Linked DNA regions of Mus musculus: region 1 is linked to region 2. The links are chromatin contacts, called in public HiChIP or PLAC-seq maps. All regions are on one chromosome and are shown on one strand. Each heading gives the region's core, a stretch centred on a gene start, on an enhancer-like site or on the middle of the called end of the contact. The rest is flanking DNA. Distances are from core to core; before and after follow the strand shown.

Region 1 (6,507 bases), core at 1,341-3,840, 96 kb before region 2:
CTAGAGTAAAATGGGTTCTCTTCTATCCTGTGAGTGGATCTCATGTACAAGTTGAAGAGCTGAAGAGAGTAAAGGCTGACTTCTTGTGGGCAGGAAGGAACTCTGCCAGCAGACAGCCTTAGGGTTGAACTTCAGTACTTTCCTGCAGGACTTCCTTGAGTTTTGGATTCACTAACCTTCATAGTTGTGTGAACCAGTTGCCTCAAATGAATGAGCAGACACATGTATATCTGACATGACAGCTTGATTTACAATTTCTCAGCTATGATCCGAAAGTGATACATATTCAATACAACTGGATTGAACTTTGCTTTTTCCCCAGGCTACTGATATATACCACAATATTCTCACTGTTGCCCAAGTATGTGTGGCTGCCAGTTACTTATACAATCATATGGGGAAAACAGCCAGTACACTGTATTGAGTACATTGTCCAATGAACTACATTGATAAGTTATGATATTTGGGAGGAAGTATTTTCAATTTGTAACTGGTTAGTTGGGCTACAACCCATCATATGTTGAGGGCCATCTCTTTCTTTTAATGGTTTCATTTCTGTGGACGCCTCATTCTCAGTCCCTCAGTGCCCTCAGAGCCCACATGCAAATTTTAGATTCCAATGGGGAAACTGCCCTCAGTGGCAATCTTGCATCCACCTTCCTTCCTCACAGGGGATATGTTCTAAGAGTAAAATGATGCCAGAAACTGGATGAGTTAGAGAATTGTGCATATCTGTATAATGTTTAGTATGTCAGTTAGGCATAGTAACAGATCAACAGCAACAAAAATAAAATACTGATAATAGAATGTAATAAAAATTATATGAATACTGCTGCTTTTCAAAATACTTTATTAGACTTTCACCTTTTCACTCAAAGCAAATGCTATGAGATCAGATCAGCAGAACTGAACTCAGGTCGTTATCACTCTTGCCCTGGGGACTGAGTAAGATCTGAACATAAGTACTGTGCTACCCTGATAGACCATATTGTGATGGAGAGAGCTACTAAGTAATGAAAGGCTGAATAGTAAATGTGCTGGATAAAGTGATGATCCACTTCTGAGTGACAAAATGCTGCAGTGGGAGGTGTCACACTATTTGCAAGAGTACACAGTTTAAAAGTAGTGAATTGACTTTTTTCCTGAAGTTTTCCATTTTGTGTTTTCAGGTTGTGGTTGAACTTGATCAACTGAAACCTCAGACCTGTGGGTAAGGAGGGGCTACTGACTGTAAAGTGTGCTTAGGGGCTGGCAAGATGGCTCAGAGAGGAAAGGTGCTTGGGGCCAATCCTGATGACCTGAGTTGGATTCCTGAGACCCACGTACTGGGGAGAGTCTTATAAATTGTCTTCTGATTTCCAGAGTTGCACCAAGGAAGGAAGGATTTATCATCTGGAGATACTTATAGAAATTTTTTGGGTATGTTTTCTAGGAGGATGGCATCTAAGGTCCTGAGATAGGAAACTCGTATAAAGATTTTACAGTGTGATAAAATTTGCAAAACACATGAAACTCAAGAAGAAGGAAGACCAAAGTGTGGATACCTCACTCCTTAGAATGGGGAGCAAAATACCCATGGAAGGAGTTACAGAGACTAAGTTTGGAGCTGAGACGGAAGGAACGACCATGCAGAGACTGCCCCATCTGGGGATCCATACCATAATCAGCCACCAAATGCAGACACTATTGCATATGCCAGCAAGATTTTGCTGACATGACCCTGATATAGCTTTCTCTTGTGACGTTATGCCAGTGGCTGGCAAATACAGAAGTGGATGCTCACAGTCATCTATTGAATGGATCACAGGGACCCCAATGGAGGAGCTGGAGAAAGTACCCAAGGAGCCGAAGGGGCCTCTAAGCCTACAGGAAGAACAACAATATGAAATAACCAGTACCTCCTCAGAGCTTGTGTCTCTAGCTGCATATGTAGCAGAAGATGGCCTAGTCGGCCATCACTGGGAGGAGAGACCCTTGGTCTTGCAAAGATTATATGCCCCAGTACAGGGGAATGCCAGGGCTAGAAAGCAGAAGTGGGTGGGTTGGAGAGCAAGGCGGGGGGAGGGTATAGGGAACTTTTGGGATAGCATTTGAAATGTAAATGAAGAAAATATCTAATAAAAAATTTGTTTTTTTTTTTTTTAAAGATTCTACGGTATGGAAAACATTATATTGTTTGTTGTACTTTGGGAATCCTCTGTGTAGGTGGTAGTAGTTAAAAAAGAACTAAGGCATAACAAATGAGAAAAATGCTCATAAGTTAAAAAACAAAATAAAACCAACCAACCAAACAAACAAAAACCAAGAGTATATTCCTGTAGGCAGGCTGAATCTTTCAGGGACCCAAGCTGGAAAGTGGTTCATTTTTCCCTTAGGGCCCAGTGCAAAACGAAACAAGACAAATGACCAAAACTAACAAAACCCAACCAACCAACCAACCAACCAAACAACCAACCAAACAACCAAACAAACAAACAAAAAGAAAGAGGCAAATGTTAAGTGGCCTTTGCTCCAAAGCCAGACGAAACTAACCTGAGAGGGAGTGCAAATGAGACAGAGTGCAAATGAGAGGGAATTCCTGCAGAGGGCGCCCTATACAGAAACACCAAGGCATAGAAGAGCTGGCTTTGTGAAGCTCCCCAGGGTACTGTCTCATTCTGAGTATTTGTTAAAAAGCGCTGCCAGTTAGTACACTTGGCTCATTGTCTTAAATCCATTGGTATGTGCACACGAGGGTTTACTCTGATAGTATAATGAAAATGACTTTTTTTTTTTTTTTTAAAAGGAAGAGAACAAGTAAGCATTAAAATACGGGAGTCATTTGAGAGCTCTGCTCCATTTTCTGAAAGAAGTTTCAGAGACATAGGCTAAAAATAGATACCAAGAAGCAAAGAACGGGTGAATAAAAAACATCTACACCTCTAGGCTAGAGACTGATTACAATAGGAAGACGATACTCTTAGCCTAATTGCACTGCACTACCTGTAATTAGGTTAAGAGAAGTTTAGAGTGCTATCATTTCAAGGACACCTAGGTTTGCATGAGGTTTCAAAGTGTAGGTACTAAGCAGGGAATGAGCATGTGTTGAGAGTCCCATCCAGCCTGAGGCTGTCTAACAGCACAGTGCGAGGCTGAAGGAGTGTTTGTGTTAGCTGACCTCCCTTTGAGCATTGTAATCTCCACTCAGGTGCCCAATATCTCTCCCACATAAAGTGTCTTTTTCTCCCTGAGGTCTGTTTCACAGAGTTTTGTTCTATGGCCCGTAGCAATGATTGCCTGTCAACTCTAGACACATCTCTATAAGCCTGACTAAGCTGAGTAACTTGTGAAACCAGTCTTGAATCCCTAGACTCCATGTCACCTCCCTGAAATAAGATTTTAAAACTATGTCTCTTTCCTGTCACATTTATTTGAATTTTTAATATGTTTTACTAGCACATACTGATTTTTTAAAAAATTGACATACATATATATATACACATATATATATATATGCATGTATACATATATACATATATACATATATACAGTACTTTGATCATTCACTTCCCTATCACCCTCTATTGTTCATCCTCTTCTATACTGGTACTTTTCTTCTTCCCAAATAGTTCCTTTTCTTTCATGCTTTAAAATTTTTTTTTAGATTTGCATACAAGAAAACATGTAGTATTTGTCTTCCTGCAGCTGGCTTATCTTGTATGACACGGAGATTTTCTAGTTCCATCCATTGCCTTGCAAAGATCATATTTTCATTCCTCTATAATGGAATTATATCCCACATTTACACTCTTCATTCATCTGGTGGTGGACATCTACGTTGATTCTACAGCTTAACTGTTATAAATGCTTCTGTCAACAATGTGAACAAACAGGTGTCTCTCTATTGTATGCTAACTTCCATTGCTTGGGTGGATATTCCCAGGAGTAGTGTTGCAGAACTGTTTGGTGGTTCTAGTTTTAATATTTTGAAGACCTTCCATACTTAGTTTCATAGTATCTGGGCTAATTTACATTATTACCAACAGTTGTCCCTTTGACTCTTCTGAGCTCCGCTAGCACCATATTAAGCAGTTAGCACAGCTCCTTAGGTACTTAACACTTTATGTCTACAACATAATATTCCTAAAAATAACTGTGGTTGATTCTGTTTCTTTCTCACATATTTTTTCAACAAGGATTTTACCACAAGTATGAAAGGAGAAACAACACAGGTGTCCCTCAACAGAAGAATGGATACAGAAAATGTGGTACATCTACACAATGGAATACTATTCAGCTATTTAAAACAAGGACATCATGAATTTTGAAGTCAAATGGATGGAACTAGAAAATATTCTGAGTGAGGTAACCTAGACTCCAAATGACAGGTATGACAGGAGGCTCTACCCAGTAGTGGACTGAAACAGATGCAGATACTCACAGCCAAACTTGGACCAAGGTCAGGGACAATTATGGAAGAGTTGGGGGAAGGATTGAAGGCTCTGAAGGGGAAGCGAACCCCACAGGAAGACCAACATAGTCAATTAACCTGGACCCCTGGGAGCTCTCAGAGACTTGCTTTTCATAACTTTCTTCTCTCTTCCATAATACCAGGCTTCATGGGGTCCTCTGATCCTTCCTGACTACTCTACTGATATGGTATAACTGTCACAGCTCTCCTGAAATGCACAATTTTCAAAACTGCTTCCAGTGGCCTGTTGTTAATGCTGGGCAACTGCAAGCTCACTGAGGACTGTTGGATGCTGGGGCCTCTTAATTAATGAGTTGCCATACTAATGCAAGGAGTTGTATTTAATTAATACAGATTTGCTTGTCTGAACTCCAGATAAGTCCCAGTTATTTTTGACACAGTCCCAAGGTATAGATAAAGTTTAAAATGGTAATTTAGAAGGACCAGCTTTCAACTTCTATAAACAGGAAAAATGGAACATAGACTATTGTTACATTTCAATACAACATTGCTGTAAGATAGTCTGCACAATTGAGCCTCCAGGGACACACTTAGCAACTCATCCTTAGAATCAGAGCAGCTAAATCAATACAGTGAAGTTTTACGTTAATATGCTATTTAGAGGACATCTATGTTGAGTTCAGAAATCTAATTAGTCGTTTCCTGTTCCCTTTTTCATTTCCAGTTCACCTGTGTCTGTATTCAGTTCTCACTCTTGACTTCCATTCTGATGATAACACTTTGCAGCGAAGCCCCAACCTTTTGACACAAAGGCCCAAGAATGAAATGTACCAGAAACAGCTGGCACAAAGAACTCAAAATGACTTTTCATTAAAATGCTTAAGACTCTGCATTATCACTAGAAAAGTGCTAATAAAATTCACTGTCAGTAATTAGGGAGGACATTTGCAACGTACTTTTCCCCAGGGCTTCTCTCATCACTGGAGCCAAGTAATTCTCATGACAAGGAAAAGTAAAATGATGCTATTGATACATTGCTCTTGGGTCATAGACTGTCTGGATGTTGTAATGTTCCTGTGCTCTAAACTCAGTCTCAGGGGAACAAAGGTTGATGTTCATGGCTAAAGTAAAGCCTCTTTCTTAATCCATTTATCTATACAAGGTCATTTAAGACTGAACTTCTCTATGTAACTAGGAATAAAGTCAACAATAGCAAGTTTTGATCTACATGATTCTGTATATCATGAGGTCACCTACTGTATAGACACGCACTGTTACCTGTGAAACACCTAAGGAAATCATTGCAGTGTCTGTGCGCCGAGATGGTTGGGCATTTGGAATACTGAACCTTTAAATTGTACAGCTGTGAGTTTTGGGAAGTGATTCAGTCTCAATGACTCCTTTACTGTCTTTGTGCTGACAATTTTAATTGTCATAGCTTAATGGAGGATCAAATTAAAGGAAGAAAATTTTGTTTTAGCTCACGTCTTGGAGGCTTCAGTCTGGTCATTCATTTGGTCCCAGTGTTCCTGGGTCCCAGTGAGACAGAATATTATGATAAGGGTCGTTTTGTGGAGAAGAGGTCTCATATCACAGGGCTCAGGAAGTAGAAAGAACATGGGAGAAAGGGGCCAGAAAGGGGCCTTCAAAGGCATGTTTACAGTCATCTGCTTCCTACAAGTAGGCCCAAGGGTCTAGCATGGTGACATAGGCCTATAATTCAAGTAGTTGGGAGATAGAGGCAAGAGGATCAAGAATTCAAGGTCATTTGTGGCAACACAGCAAATCTGAAGCTTGCTTGGACTACAGAAGAGCTTAAAAGAGGACAGAGAAAGCATGAAAGAAAGAAAATCTAGGTTTAAAGTAAGGTACAACTAGAAGAAAAACAAGTTTTCCATAGATCTCTAATGGTAAAACAATGAAGACCAGGAGATGGGGATAAATATTGTTAAGTGCTCAAAGAATTATGCTTACAGTCAAATTTCCATTGGAGACGGAGAGAAAATACTCAAAGACTGAGAAAATTTAACACCCATAGATCTCCGTGTAAAAGACCTCCAAAAGTAGGTGTTTAAATTGAACTTAGAAAATAAGTG
Region 2 (5,738 bases), core at 1,870-4,369:
GGTTCATAGGAAAGAATGAGATCTTCTTGTCCTCCTGAGAAGAAAAGAAAGGAAAATTACAGTTGACAAATGACCAGCCACCCCGAGAGCTACAGTTCCTGCTTCAAAACGCAGGAAATGCACAGTTGAGGGTTAAGTTTCCTTGTGCTCTCTTCTTGAACCATTCAAAATTCCCTCCATCTTCATAAAACTCTGGTGTCTAGTTATCGCACAGTTGTAACTGTGTGATAATGGGCTGCTAGCCCTCTGCAGTGGGGCAATGAAGAGAGTGCTTTTTTATCTGACATTAGAAACGGAGTGCCATGCCTCCACACCAAGCATTATGAATAAAGCCACTTAGGAATGGGTCCATCCAATAATTTTCAAGCTACTTTGTTAGAATTTCTGATTCTTTTAATTAATCTCCCATTTTATTTTTCTAAGCATGTGGTCCAAGAGCAAGTGTCTATTTCATTTAAGACATAGAAACTTTGTCAGACTATTATTACAGGATGCTAGAGGTTTCGTCTAACACTGAGTCACCAGCAAGGTGTCTTTGGTCAGTTAAATTGGATTCAAACAGAGGACACTGAGGCTATAGCTGTGGGGTAGAGCATGAACTTAGCAAGTGGGAGACCCTGCTTCCAGTCCTGGTCTCTGCTCCAACTCGAGAAATGTGTCCTAGACTGTTAGGATCACTGCTACTTGTCTTGAAGCTTCAGGATGGGAACTAAGGGCAGCAATGCTTTTCTAGGATTCATTGCATGTCCTGTGCTTCAGGGTTGACCTTGAGTCAACTTTGGCAATAGTTTTAAATCAAATTTATGCACTAGATCAACTAGTTGCTCAGGGGTTGTCTCAGCTCAGCTGCAAATCCCAGATGTTCTGCTCTATATTTGTATTAGGTTTAGTGTTGAACAACCTTGGTGTGAGGATAGGTTAGGGATGTTGAAAACAATTCAGTATCTGTTGGAGGAGGTTTGGGGTGGGAGATTGTCTTGTCCAAGGCCGAAAGACAGTGAATCTCATTGCTTTATACTGTACTAGAGAGTCTATAGGTTGACCATCCCAGACATACTTAGTCTGTGATACTTAGTCTCTCTTTCATAGCTTCAGCACCAGGGGAAAGGGAGCTGTTTTCACAAAAGGTGGTAACTGCATGGATGGCTTAGATACCTGCATCTGACTTAGGTAGTTCTTATGATATGTTACTGGAGCCTTGGTAGTGGTAAGAAATGACTGCCAACCTAAGTCATTCTTTACATCTACCTTGAAGAGAACTTGCTGTTGGGATTGGCCCTGCTAGGCCACCCTATATTCTGAAGGTACAATAAGACTCAAAGTCTTTCCTAAATGGCACATGCCCACACTTGCCCTGGAAATGCTTAGGAGGCATCCTTAAGTCTGAGAAAAGGGGGCTGGTGTGGGACCATTCAGGATTTTGTGTATTCTGAGAAAGAATGATTCCCTGCAACTAAATTAAACTACACAAAATCAGAGTTTAGATGGGAAAAAAAAAAAAAACCAGACTGATACTAAAGCCCCAATCTTCTGATCTGGAGATCCATTGCCATTCACAAGATGGGTGGAAAAATGTACAGAGAAAAGGTTGGAGTGAGAGTAGCATGGGTCCTTAATGGTGGCAACAGACTCCAACTTTATAGGGAAGGCTTGGGAACTATCACCAGAGTCCTGATAGTGAGATAAAGCTTCAGGTGTCAGGTGGTCGTTGTCAGAGTCTGACCTCTACACTGGTCAGAGCTCAAAGGCACAGCCCCATCCATCACGGTGATTCCAGCGCTCAAGGATGACAGAGAACTCACGCTGTGATTTCCGTTGTGAAAAACAAGATGAGTAATGAGTGCAGGGAAAGGTTCTGCTCTGCGTGTCTGTGAATACAATCCCTTCACTTTGGGAAATACAGTTTCCTCTAAATAACCGCAACACGTCACGCTTCTGTCTGAATCTCTTTCCAGTCATGCTGCAGATCACCCGAATGGGATCTTCCGGACACGAATCTTAAGTCACATCTGATGTCACTCTGTGTCGCGTGTGGTTCAGAAAACCGGGACAAGCACAGCTTTTCTTTCATGAGAGAATTATTTGTCCACTGTTTTGTGGTATGCTTCTTACGGAGGGAACTGGTTTTCATTCAGAGCAGTAGTGCTGGCAGGGGGTATCGTGTCATTCTCTGTGATTGTTATGGCCCTGTGCAAGATGTACACTGTGTGTGCATCAGAAGCTGGCAATGAAGAGAGAGAAAAGTGCATGTCTCCATGCCATTCTTGAGGGCCTTTGCTTTCCCATCACTGGCTTCTTGTTTCCACAAAATTTCTTGGGTAATTGGTACTCTGGTGACCCATTTTATAGATGGAGAAGCTGAGGTTCAAGCCTTTAGTGAGGCCCATTCGCTCAGCTATTAAGTGGCAAAGACAAGATTTAAGTCCACATTTGTTTTTCTCTGTTGAGTATATCATACACTCCCAGGAGGGCGGGAGATGTAGATTTTTCCCTGGGACTCACCAGAGCTTGCAGTGAACAAAGGGCATGGGCCACAAAAGAAGGTAGAGTCATCAAGAGGCCTGAAGAGGTCCAGGTCCACCTGTAAATACCAGCGCTTCTGCTTTCTCATACTCTCTGTTGGTATAACATCTCTGTAATCATGTCATCCTTAGTTAGGTTCTCTCTCCCTCTCTCTCTCTCTCTCTCTCTCTCTCTCTCCCTCTCTCTCTCTCTCTCTTCTCACAAGAGTTTGGCACTTAGGATAACAGCTGGCAAAAGGTACAGACTATTCTCGGTCTTGTTTTGGCAACTTTGTGGTTGGCAGTGGGCAAACAGCACAGGCTGTGGGTTTGCAGCTGTCAGACACTTGGCAGAGCTGTTTTCTAACAGAACTCTGCACAATCCTGGGAGTGTGTGTGAATCAGGAGCTTGCTGCATCGATGCATGGCTAGAGCAAGACCTTAGTCCTCTTTCCCGAGAGAGAAAAAAGAAGCTCCTGTTCTGAGGTTTTGGAAACAAGAAATCAAAGAGGGGGCTGGGGCTGGGGCTGGGGCTCTTAATGTTGTGTATAACATTCTAAACTTACTTCTTAGCACTTAAGAAGCCACCGGATGGCTATCAAGAATCAGTCTACTTCCCAGAGTCTGAGAATCTTAGCACCAGGGCATGTTAGGGTGGCAAATATGTAGCACGTGGTGGCATTCCTCCATTCTGTGCCCTCAGTGGGAAATCATACAGCAGTCACTGTCTGAAGTGTGGCTACAAAAATTTTTACTCATTATTTTTTCTTCTTTTATTAGTCTGGGTGTTTTGCCTCCTTGCAGGCCTGGTGCCTGTGGAGGCCAAAAAAGGGCATTGGGTCCTCTTGGAACTGGAGTTACAGACAGTTGCAAGTCTCCATGTGTGTACTGGGAATCAAACTTAGATCTTCTGGAAGAAGAGCCAGTATTCTTAGCTGAGGAGCTATCTCTCTAGCTCCTCTATACAACTCTTCAAGCAGCTATTTCCAATTGGCTACCGTCGGCATCTTGGTTTACATCCATTTGTTAGCTCAGTGTCTCCACAGGATAGTCAGAAGATTAAATTTCTCAGCCATGAGAAGGCCCTTAAACTCAGGCTTAGTATATAGGTAACACTGGAAGCAGCTTTGGCCTTAATTATCTGGTGAGTAGCACAGAGTGTTTGCAAAGTATTGGCTTACACAGCAAGAAGCTGAGCTTTTATAAACCATAGGATAAAGAGTGCATGGGAGTCAGAATAACAGACTTCAGGGTTACTGCTTACTGGTGGGATACACAATCCCTAAGGCTCTAGGTGCCTCCTGCACAAAGTAGGCTGTCAAGGTAAGACCTCCCTAGTAATAGTGTCATTACAGTAGTTAAATGAGATAACCAGAATGAAAGAACTAAAGGCAGTTATGGGCAATACTTGTGAAAAGTAGAGTAGCATAGAAAGTATGGGGGTCAGGGTTACCAACCTTTGCAGAGAAGTCTGGGGTTTCCTCATCTCAGATACTACACTCAGGCCATTTCCTCAAGATCCTCATTTGGAATATCCTAACTTAACTGATGAATACCGGTGGGCAAGAAGGATGATTTTTCAACTCGCATACATCCATTTTGTGTAAAGAGCTTGATGGAGCTTTGTGAAGGGGAGGCACTAGCTATAGAGGTTTGCCTGGTGCTGATAATTCCCATTTGGTATTTATTGCCTCCAAATACAAGGACAATTGGAAGGTGTATACAGAAGGCATATACAAAACCATGAGCCATAACTTTACTATTTTATCAGTAGACAGAAATAGGGAACTATCCAATAGTTAAGGTTTTGAAGTTGCATTTGTATAATTAGGCAATATGCATGTTAATTAACATTTTAGCTGCTACTCAATCTAGTTTTACTTAGAAAAGTAATGCATGATTTGGCGCAGCAGGTATCTGAATTATGTTTTAGAAGTGGAGGCTTGTAGACATGCATGTGCAGGGCTGTGTGTCTTCAGAACATAGTGCGAATGGGGCTTTGTGTACTGTGCCCTACAGTAGCCTTGAACAATTTTGTACCACCCACTTTTCATAAAGCTATGCTGTCTCCAGATGGAACACTTTTCATATTGGCAAAGAGTCTTTCCATAATTGTTTGTATGTCTATTTATGAGACATAAAGATAGTCTTGATTATAGCAAAAGCCAGAAATTCAGTAGAAAAATACAGCCGATCTTGATGTCAAAGTTGCCTCTTTCTTGAACACATGTCTTGGCCCCACCTATCTTTTTGTCCTGGCACTGGCCCTCACAGGAAGTTCCTCTCTTCCTTTTGACAAGCGCTCTTCTTTCCAAAGTGTAGCACACAGGTCCTGTCCTGTCTGGAAGCAGTGCTGTTGCGCTGCTTGTCCCGGAGTGCTATTCCCGTTCATGGATTGAACTCCCTCTCCCAGGACATGCGCACTGAGATCCAGGCTTGATCAATTTTCACATTGGCTTTTATAGTGCTGTGAAAGGTATCCTTTCACGCAGAAGCTGCCAATTGAAGCCGTGACTGTTCCTTTTAACTTTGGAGGGAAACTCACATGCCAACGCAATACCCTCTGTAATTTGACATGCTGGATGTACTGATGTTGCTTTATTAGGGGGAGCAGACGTCTGAATTACGTTTTAGAAGTGGAGGCTGGTAGGCACACATCTGCCTTACTAACGTAATGATTTCAACTGCAACTCTCTTCTCACAGTTTAAAGGGTATAGAGTTATATCCTTCATTCCCTCAGTGAATATTTGTGTGCGGCTATAATTTGGGAGAGTAAAATATGATTGGTGTCATTGTGGCACCTCGTCTGCAAAAGCTTTGATGATGGGGCCTTAATCTTAAATTCTACGACTTAGTGGTTCTGAAAAAAAAATCTAAAACTGTAATTTCCCAAAGAGAAGGTAGTCACTGTAGGTACACCCCATAAAGAGGAGGGAAGAGCAAGGGATGATATTCTCTTTTTCTATGGCTGTGTGCTGAATGGGAGCAAAGTCCTTGAAAATTGAAAACCAAGGAGATTAGTGTTAGTGGTCTTCATAAAACCAAATCAGTAAGTCACATTTCTCCCCATGAAAAATTGGGAGTGGTTTATGGAATCATTGAAATAATTTTTGGCCTTTTTTTCCTGGCTGGTTTCTGAATTAAAAAACAAAACAAAACAAAAAAACAAACAAACAAACAAAACCCAACCAAACAATGAGAAACGGGAAAGGCAATTTTTCTTTATCCTAACGTTG

The links. HiChIP or PLAC-seq counts read pairs in DNA pulled down with a chosen protein or histone mark.
Region 1: a contact with region 2 is called in a RAD21 HiChIP or PLAC-seq map of pro-B cells, with 4 times the contacts expected there. The contact joins two enhancer-like sites. A contact is called at or near these places in 1 of 15 datasets of contacts at CTCF or cohesin (pro-B cells), 4 of 484 Hi-C or Micro-C datasets (the 63-12 cell line, the AML12 cell line, immediate neuronal precursor and 1 more), 1 of 115 datasets of contacts at active chromatin or transcription factors (large pre-B cells) and 1 of 9 other capture datasets (pancreatic islet).

The regions. Positions count from the first base shown.
Region 1 is chr7:92,517,119-92,523,625 of GRCm38.p6, reverse strand. No RefSeq gene overlaps it. Among named protein-coding and RNA genes, the nearest start is that of Ccdc90b, 41 kb to the left of the region's middle. Within about 2 kb of position 2,590, at least 6 of the 459 cell types and tissues checked have an H3K27ac peak or open chromatin away from gene starts, as enhancers often do. A contact at or near this core is called in the 63-12 cell line and pro-B cells, where this site is marked.
Region 2 is chr7:92,421,987-92,427,724 of GRCm38.p6, reverse strand. Dlg2 (discs large MAGUK scaffold protein 2) reads right to left here. Exons shown (of 23, transcript NM_011807.3): 18 at 1-34. Among named protein-coding and RNA genes, the nearest start is that of Ccdc90b, 140 kb to the left of the region's middle. Within about 2 kb of position 3,119, at least 23 of the 459 cell types and tissues checked have an H3K27ac peak or open chromatin away from gene starts, as enhancers often do. A contact at or near this core is called in the 63-12 cell line and pro-B cells, where this site is marked.